2 separate regions of the Mus musculus genome follow, and region 1 is linked to region 2. The links are chromatin contacts, called in public HiChIP or PLAC-seq maps. All regions are on one chromosome and are shown on one strand. Each heading gives the region's core, a stretch centred on a gene start, on an enhancer-like site or on the middle of the called end of the contact. The rest is flanking DNA. Distances are from core to core; before and after follow the strand shown. Region 1 overlaps Rccd1 (RCC1 domain containing 1). Region 2 overlaps Ap3s2 (adaptor-related protein complex 3, sigma 2 subunit).

Region 1 (4,174 bases), core at 696-3,195, 440 kb after region 2:
TGGTTCTCTCCCTTCCTAATGCTGAGACACCTCAGTACAGTTTCTCAGACCTCAAAGCTTCAGTCTCCTGCCTCATTCCAAGGGTTAGTATTGGAGGTGAGTGCCACCTTTCCCAGCATGAAACTTTTCTTTTTTTTTTTTAATTATATATATATTTTTTAAAAGATTTATTAATTTTTATGTATATGAGTACACTGTAGCTGTGCAGATGGTTGTGAGCCACCATGTGGTTGCTGGGATTTGAACTCCGGACCTTCGGAAGAGCAGTCGGGAGCTCTTAACCACTGAGCCATCTCTCCAGCCCTAAATTCAGCTTCCTTAACAAACCATCAAATATATAGTTCCTCCATGTTGATTTAAAAAATAATAAGCTGGGCAGTGGTGGTGCGCGCCTTTAATCCCAGCACTTGGGAAGCAGAGACAGGCAGATTTCTGAGTTCCAGGCCAGCCTGGTCTACAGAGTGAGTTCTAGGACAGCCAAGGCTGTACAAAGAAACCCGGACTAGAAAAAAAACCCAAAAACAAGAAAGAAAGGAAGGAAGGAAGGAAAACATAGTAGTGATGTGCTTGCTTAGCTCAGTAGAGGCCCTGGACTCATCCCCAGCACATGATGGGGTCTATAATCACAGCTGCTCCAAAGCCTGACAACTGCTTCAGTCCAGGAGTTTCAAAATAATTCTGTATAAATGGAGACTCTTTCTAAAATTAAAAATGGGCAGGCATGGCAAGCTGCAGTCCCCAGCTAAGTGCTGCTCCACCCTGCGCCAGCCCCACTCACGTGTCACCACAGCTGTGTGTCGGGATCCGCAGCTGGCCATAACTGCATCTGAGCCCAGGGGAAGATCCAGAAGAGCAGGGAAGGGCTGGATGGCTATGAAGTGGGCAGGAGCTCCTGCATCAGCCACAGCTAATTCCTCTTTGAGACCATCTTCATTCAATTCTGTGGCTTTAGAAGGCTTACAGTGTGTTTACTAGTCAGGGGCATGTGAACAGTCCGCATACTGACTTCCAGCTCTATAAAAGACCATTTTCTAGCTCCAGAGCTGGGGCCCAAGCCTTACTCACTCAGTCCTAGAGGCTGTGCAGGGCCAAAATCCCAGGATGATTCTCAGTGTCCAGCACACAGTAAATGAGCAGGGAAGGACATCCTAGAGGGGGACCTTACCTTCCTCTCTCTCTGCTTTGTTCTCTGTCCCACTCCTTGTGGGCAGGGCCAGCTGCCCTGACTCATTCCAGCCCCAGATATAAATATCCCCCGTTTCTGCAAGAGACCAAGAGAATCCATGAAGCACACTGTGGGACCCTTTCACCCACCCCACCTCCTCTAAACATCCCCATTACCTGTTCCTAGGAGCGAGTAAAGGGTACCCTAAAGCACCCGTCCATCAAGGATGCCCATACCAAGTCCCGCTGCTTCCCTGTCTTAGATCCCTGCCCATACACACCCCTTCTCCCCTTCCCCTTTTCCCAAACCTTACCATGTACCTCTCTGGCAGGCCTCAAAATCCCCAACCTTCCTGAATCCTGGCACTACAGGCACGAACTACCATGCCCAGCTTTTCTTTGGCTAACTCCAGGCTGAAGTTCTTTTGTCTCAGCCTTCCCACCAAGATGGACCCAATACACAAAAGCCCTAGGCCACACACTGTGGACCAAGGCACACCTCTCTGCCATCCACCATGGCTACCGGGGCATAGGCAGCCTTCTCCATTCTTCCTGGCTGAGCTGTCTCTTACCATTTCCCCTGCAGAAGTGTGCTGACCTTCGGGAGTATTTTAGATGGATGGGGGTAGTGAAGAGCTCAGTAACAAAGACAGGCAGTAACCAGATGAGTGGAGGTGTAAGAGGGTGGTGGAGTAACAGGCTAAATCTGGAAACACTGAAGACTCAGGGATGACTGAGCTGGACTGAGCGTGGAATGAGGCCTGGGCTAGACCGCCCACAAAAACAGAGCAAGAGGAAGGCGGGGCCAAGCCCTCCAGCTTGTTTGGAGCCGCCCCGAGTCACTCACCACTCAAACACACAGAGTGCCAGCCACCTGCAGCCACCTTAGCCATCCGCAGGCCCTGCAGTGCCTCCAACAGTCTTGGCTCTAGTTCTGCCTCCAGAGTCCCGTGGCCCAGCTGTCCATGCCTGATCAAAGGCGTCCCTAATCAGCTACAGGTCCATCCAAGAGAGCCTCTCCTTGAGCTCCGCCACGTCACAACCAGCCGGTCCTCACCTGCCCGCACCCCAGGAGAACACCTGGCCAGCTGCGCACAACAGCAGCACATGCTCAGCTCCCAGCTCCAGCTGGCGGACCCGCAGCTCTGGGGCCAGAGGCTGGCAGAAGGGTGGTTCTGGGGTCACATAGGCACGGGCGCAGGGTAGCAACGGCAGGGTCCCCATCCTAGACTCCCTGCTGGGTTCATCTTCCCCTTGGCCCTTTGCCCCAGAAACCAAGTTCTGGACCCAGAGGGGCTCCCCCTGTAACGCAGAACCTGGTACCCAGGCCTGCACTTCCGTGCTGGAGCCGCCCTTGTTGCGTAGCAGCACCAGGAGTTCCTCCGAAGCCCACACGTCCCTGCAGCCGTCTGCTGCACCGCTCACAGAACCTGACAATTCCACCCGGCCTCCACCTGTGTGGGCAGAGTTGGGAGGGACGCATGCCATGGACCTGGGAAGCTCGAGGCTGCCCGAGTAAGGGTGTACGGGTGTTGGGTATTTCTGGACTGGCATGTTAGGAGGGTTGGGCAGGTATACATGATACAGGTCTGGAGTTGGGATTGTGAGGGCACTCACGGGTCACCAGGGCAGTGTAGCTCCAGCCTGCGCTCACTTGGCAAATATCATCACTGGCATGCAGTGGTTCAGGACTGTACACTGAATGGTGGCTGTTCCCAGAACCCAGCGCTTGCCCGAAGCCACAGAAACCAAAGCCGAACCAGGCTCCGTGCCGTTTCTCGGCCATGTCCAGGTTGAGCCCTCTGTGGGTGGACACTTGGCTGTGGTGTGGATTAAGGGATGCAAGATTAAGGTTGCAAACCAAGGAGACTCTTGCAAACAGGACACCTTAGGAACGCTGGCAAATCCTGCCTTCCAGGGGGCTGAAGTTGCACTACCTGTAAAATAGAGACAGTATGCCATCCTAATCACCGGGCAAACGGAGTCCATCCCACTACTGTCCACGGAGCAGAGCTTTGGCCAAAGGTCCTACCAGATTTTTGACTGCTGAACTGTCTGCAGCTGACCACTTCTACTTTTGGCTCAAATCCAGCGTACAGCTGTAAGAAATATTAAGTATGTGTCTTTTAAGTCAAACTTGTATTCAAGGCAAGAAAAAAAATTTTTTTTAAGATTTATTATTTGGGGTTGGGGGGTGGGGTGGGGCTGGAGAGACATCTCAGCGGTTAAGAGCACTGACTGTTCTTCCAGAGGTCCTGAGTTCAATTCCCAGCAACCACATGGTGGCTCACAATCAATATGCAATGGGATCCAATGCCCTCTTCTGGTGTCTGAAGACAGTTACAGTGTACTCAAACACATAAAACAAATAAATAGCTTTTTTTTTAAAATGGTTTTAAAAAAAGAAGTGGTTAAAAAAAAAAGGATTTATTATTTTGGACTGGAGAGACGACTCAGTGGTTAAGAACATTGGCTGCTCTTCCAGAGGACCCAGGTTCAATTCCCAGCACCCACAAAGCAGCTCACAGCTGTCTCTAAGTCCCGTTCCAGGGCATCCTACACCCATACACAGACACACATGCAGGCAAAAAAGCATGCACAGAAAATAAAATAATAAAATAAAAGATTTATTTTACAATATGTGTAGAGATGTTTTTCCTGCATGTCTGTCTGTGCACCATGTTTGTGTCTGGTGTTACTAAAGGGCAGAAGAGGGCATCAGACCCTCTGGTACTGGAGTGTGAGCCATCATGTGGGTGCTAGACCTGAACCCAGGTCTTCCGCAAGAACAGCAGTGCCCTTCACCACTAAGCTTCCCCACACCCTTTTAATGTGAGGCAGGGTCTCTCTACACAAGCCCTTGCTGTCCTGGAACTCACTATGTAGAACAGGCTGGCTTCAAACTCACAAAGATCGCCCCATCGCTGCCTTCTGATTGTGGAGATCAAAGGCATGTGCCAGTACTTCTCTAGCTGGCCTGGTGTCTAGATCTTTATCTCCCTGTCCCTTG
Region 2 (3,871 bases), core at 315-2,814:
AGCTCTAGAATCTGAGACTGGTTAGTGGATTCTGAGCAAGTGTGTGTATGTGGGGACTTCTTCATTCACAGCACAGCACTGAACCTTCTGCTTCCAAGAGAACAGTGTATTTTAAACTTGGGAAAAGTCATAACCTAGGAGGGATCCAGTCGCCACAGTCTACAGACATTGGTCTCCTCTGCGAGAGGGTTCTGGGGGTCGCACCAACTCTGTGTGTGTGTGTGTGGGGGGGGGGGGTGGTAGTGGCACGCACACAGAGTGTGACTTAAACCATCCAGCGCACAGATGCCTCTGACAACAAGACTAGGTATATACTAGGAAACTGCTCTGCAGCAACTGCGGACCACAATGCTTGACCATTCAGAGGGTATAGAGGCCCTAGCAGAGGTGGTGTACACCCTGCCCTCACCTGCCACTTACCATGCCTGACAGCTCAAAGGCTAGTCTTTCCCCCTGGTCTTTCCCCCAGTAAGTGATACAGGATCTCAGAAGCCCTTGGTGCTAGAGAGGAAGTCAGATGTGTTCAGTCCCAGTGGTGGGGCCCTGGGAAGCAGGTGGCGCGTTCACAGTCCCTGGCCCTGAGGGCAGCTGTGTGGGGGAGGCGAAGGAGCAGTGGCTTAGTGCCCTGATGTCTATCACAGCCGTGAGTCAGGAGCAGCAGGATGGCCAGGAAGTGTGCACCCAACTCCATTCCCACTCTGGGAAAGGTGCAGGGCCCCAAGGTGCGACTCTAAAGGCTCAACGGGGTTCTGCTTCTGGACTTGACTGCTTTGCTCATCCTGCGAACTCCAGTTCAGCCCAGTCCCCCACCTTCACACAAACTGGGACAGGTTGGGGACTTTGATGTTGAGGTCACCGATGTTGATGTTCCTGGGGATCTCAGGGAGGTTGATGTTCTTCACAGCGGACACGGCCCTTGCTGGAGCTGCAGAGAGGCCGCCCTGGAAACGAGAGGAGAGTGTTAGTCGATTTCCAGTGTCGTCTGCTTAAATCCTAAAGCAGATGACAGAGATCTAAAGCATTCCAGATGGCACATACAAAAGTCTTCATTCCTCATGGGTGTCAACAAAGCCCTATTTAGCTATGTGCAGCCTTGCAGCCTTTGCTGCCGTCCCACTACAGGGTCTGCAAAGGTGTGCTGTGCCCTGTGCTTCATGCACTTTTATAGTTATGGCAAGTAACACCACGCTTGGCCCATGGGAGTTGCTCAATAAATACTTGGTAGGGAACTCTGAGATGATTTATCTAAGTCCTATGACTTGAGGGTACTAGATTTACAAAGCAAAACAAAATGAAACCCTTTCCTTAAGAGTCTACCTTACAGAAAAGTGCAAAGCCAGAGAAATTCCTTTGAAGGAGAAAGAATGTCAGCTTTCAGACAACAGCCTGCCAGCTAGTGCGAGCTGAAAAGGATGGGCTTTGGATGTCACGTGGCTACAGGCTGGGAAGCAGTAACCCTGGAAAATCAGCCTCCAGGCCCTCCAGGCTCAGCAGGGAGTAGAGGGGGTGACACAGGCCTGAGAGTCACTTACTGTTCTAACCCACAGCTCTCAGGACACTCCCTCTAGCTCTGCCCTTCCCCTGCATGTCTGCCTCGGCTGGTTCCAGACCCCTTGCCTGACTCACTCACTGTGTCTGGAAGCCTCCCAGCCTGCACTTCTCAGAAAACCCTGGCAGGCAGAGCTGTGGTCAGAAAAACTCTGATGAGATGAGCAGTCTCATAAGAAGGACTCCTGGTTTTGTAAGACAGGTTCCATTCACAAAGCAAAGAAACCCACTCAGACATGTCACTCAGAGATGTCACCATCCCACTATTTCTGCAGCTGTGAGGGGTACCCCTCTAACCCTGCTCACTGTGGGGCTGAGGTGGGTGAAGACCAGGGTGGGATTGGCCTGGCTTCACCATGAGCTCCTCCATCAAGCTCAGAGCCACATGAGGATAAGGAGGCATGGTGTTTTATTTTCCTTTTTTCTCTTTTTTTGGTTTTTGGAGACAGGGTTTCTCTGTTTAGCCCTAGCTATCCTGGAACTTACTCAGTAGATCAGGCTAGCCTCAAACTCACAGAGATCTGCCTTCCTCAGCCTCCCGAGTTCTGGGATTAAAGACATCTGCCACCACTGCTTGTCAAGGAACGCTTTTCTGTTTGCTTTTTGAGACAGGGTTTCTCTATGTAGTCCTGACTGTACTAAACTCACTATGTAGACCAGGCTGGCCTCGAACTCAAAGATCACCTGCTTAAGTCTCCTCAGTGGTGGGACTTAAAGTGTGTGCCATCACCACCTGCCCAGGTATGGTATTTCCAAATCAGCATTACTGTAGTTTTGAAGAAGCTTCACTGAAAGTAAAGAATCTTGACCTTCCAGAGGCTACGAGCTAACCACAAGCTATGGCTGCTCACATACGGACCGCAAATGTGAGTCATAATCATATTCCAGAGGCTGGCTGTCCGTCCTGCCATCTGCCTTTCCTTTAAGCCAGAGATCTCAAGTCGCCCTACCAGTTTAATGTTTACACTGGCCTTCATGTTAGTGTAGTCAAACCAAGGAAGACAGGAGGGAACCACCTCCTAAGGACTCCAAGAAACAGAAGCCCTCACAGCAAACACAGACCCACGCAGCCCACCCAAGCCCACCCAGCAGACATAGCCCACTCAAGCATGCACAGCCCACCCAAGCCCACCCAAGCTCACCCAAGCCCACCCAGCAGACACAGCCCACCCAAGCTATGCATGCTCTACACAGGTACATGTTCCTCCCTGTACCCAGTCAGGACACAGTGCAGCTGCTTCCTCACCTCCGACTTCTCCAGTCGGTTTTGAGCTTCGATTTGAGCCACAATTTCATTCATGTTTGTCTCCAACACCATTCCACCCATCACCACCTCCTGCAGGATGTAGTGCACCTAGAAGAGAGGCATCAAGACTCAGAGCACAGCACAGTAGTTTGCCCCGGGGGCAGCAGCAGAGGGGTCAGACAGGCCACATTCTGATTCATGACACAGCCAGCCCCTCACGGGAGACCACAAGACTTCATGGTCTTCTATCAGCAATGGCAGTAGGGTTTGGTTCGCTCAAGACAATGAGGTGGTGGCTGAGGCTTCCAACTCAGACAGGTCATGCTTAGATTCTAGCCCTGCTGTTTGTTAGCTAGGTGGTCTTTGGCAAATTATTTTCTCAGCACTTCAGCTTCCTTCCAAAACTCGGGAATAAATGGCCGGGTGAGATACCTAGATGGAGAACTAAACAACGCTTTGCTAGTGCCTGCTACACGCTGGGCCCCACATAAGTAGAGACGCTTTTCTGTCATCCATTAGACTGTCATCACACTGGCTGGCATTAAGTAGATCTAAGCAGCTGAAATGGTCTAAATGCTCTCCTTAGTGTGCAGCTCACAGTTTCCAGCCAGCCAGCAGTTCTCTAAGCAAAACCAAATCTCGATGCACTACCGGGATGGAGCAGAGGCAATGCAACCACTACACAGGGAGACAGAAAGGCTGCCATGGAGAGCCCTGGGTGCCATCATAACTGGTTTATAGTCATGGGAATTCAACAAAGGGCATTGTGCATGGTAGGCAGGAGCTCAACCACCTAACCAGCATCCTGCAGCCGAGCGGTGTTCTTGCTAAACTGCTCAGGATGGCCCTCTGCTCTCAACTAGATGTTGCCAACTCTTGCAGGTCCAACCTGGCACTTTATATTTCAAATAAATTGTAGCAACGAGACTTGTAATTACTTTCTGTTAAACCTTCTGTCATCAAGTGAGTACAGAACTTTTGGGCCAGTGCACAGGAGGCCAGAAAGGCCCTGGGAAAGCAATTCAGCTGCAAGACTGGTGGGTTTGCAAAGCTCTTGGGCTTAGCTAAGACAGAGCT

Evidence for each region. HiChIP or PLAC-seq counts read pairs in DNA pulled down with a chosen protein or histone mark.
Region 1: a contact with region 2 is called in an H3K27ac HiChIP or PLAC-seq map of embryonic stem cells, with 5 read pairs. The contact joins two enhancer-like sites. A contact is called at or near these places in 1 of 39 promoter capture datasets (cranial neural crest) and 1 of 115 datasets of contacts at active chromatin or transcription factors (embryonic stem cells).

The regions. Positions count from the first base shown.
Region 1 is chr7:80,318,081-80,322,254 of GRCm38.p6, forward strand. It overlaps Rccd1 (RCC1 domain containing 1), which reads right to left. Exons shown (of 9, transcript NM_173445.4): 2 at 3,197-3,263; 3 at 2,782-3,101; 4 at 2,222-2,618; 5 at 2,012-2,133; 6 at 1,166-1,261; 7 at 779-946. The coding sequence starts at 2,950. Among named protein-coding and RNA genes, the nearest start is that of Rccd1, 4.3 kb to the right of the region's middle. Within about 2 kb of position 1,946, at least 24 of the 459 cell types and tissues checked have an H3K27ac peak or open chromatin away from gene starts, as enhancers often do. A contact at or near this core is called in embryonic stem cells, where this site is marked.
Region 2 is chr7:79,879,672-79,883,542 of GRCm38.p6, forward strand. It overlaps Ap3s2 (adaptor-related protein complex 3, sigma 2 subunit), which reads right to left. Exons shown (of 6, transcript NM_009682.3): 5 at 2,795-2,902; 6 at 1-941. The coding sequence ends at 813. Among named protein-coding and RNA genes, the nearest start is that of Anpep, 33 kb to the left of the region's middle. Within about 2 kb of position 1,565, at least 103 of the 459 cell types and tissues checked have an H3K27ac peak or open chromatin away from gene starts, as enhancers often do. A contact at or near this core is called in embryonic stem cells, where this site is marked.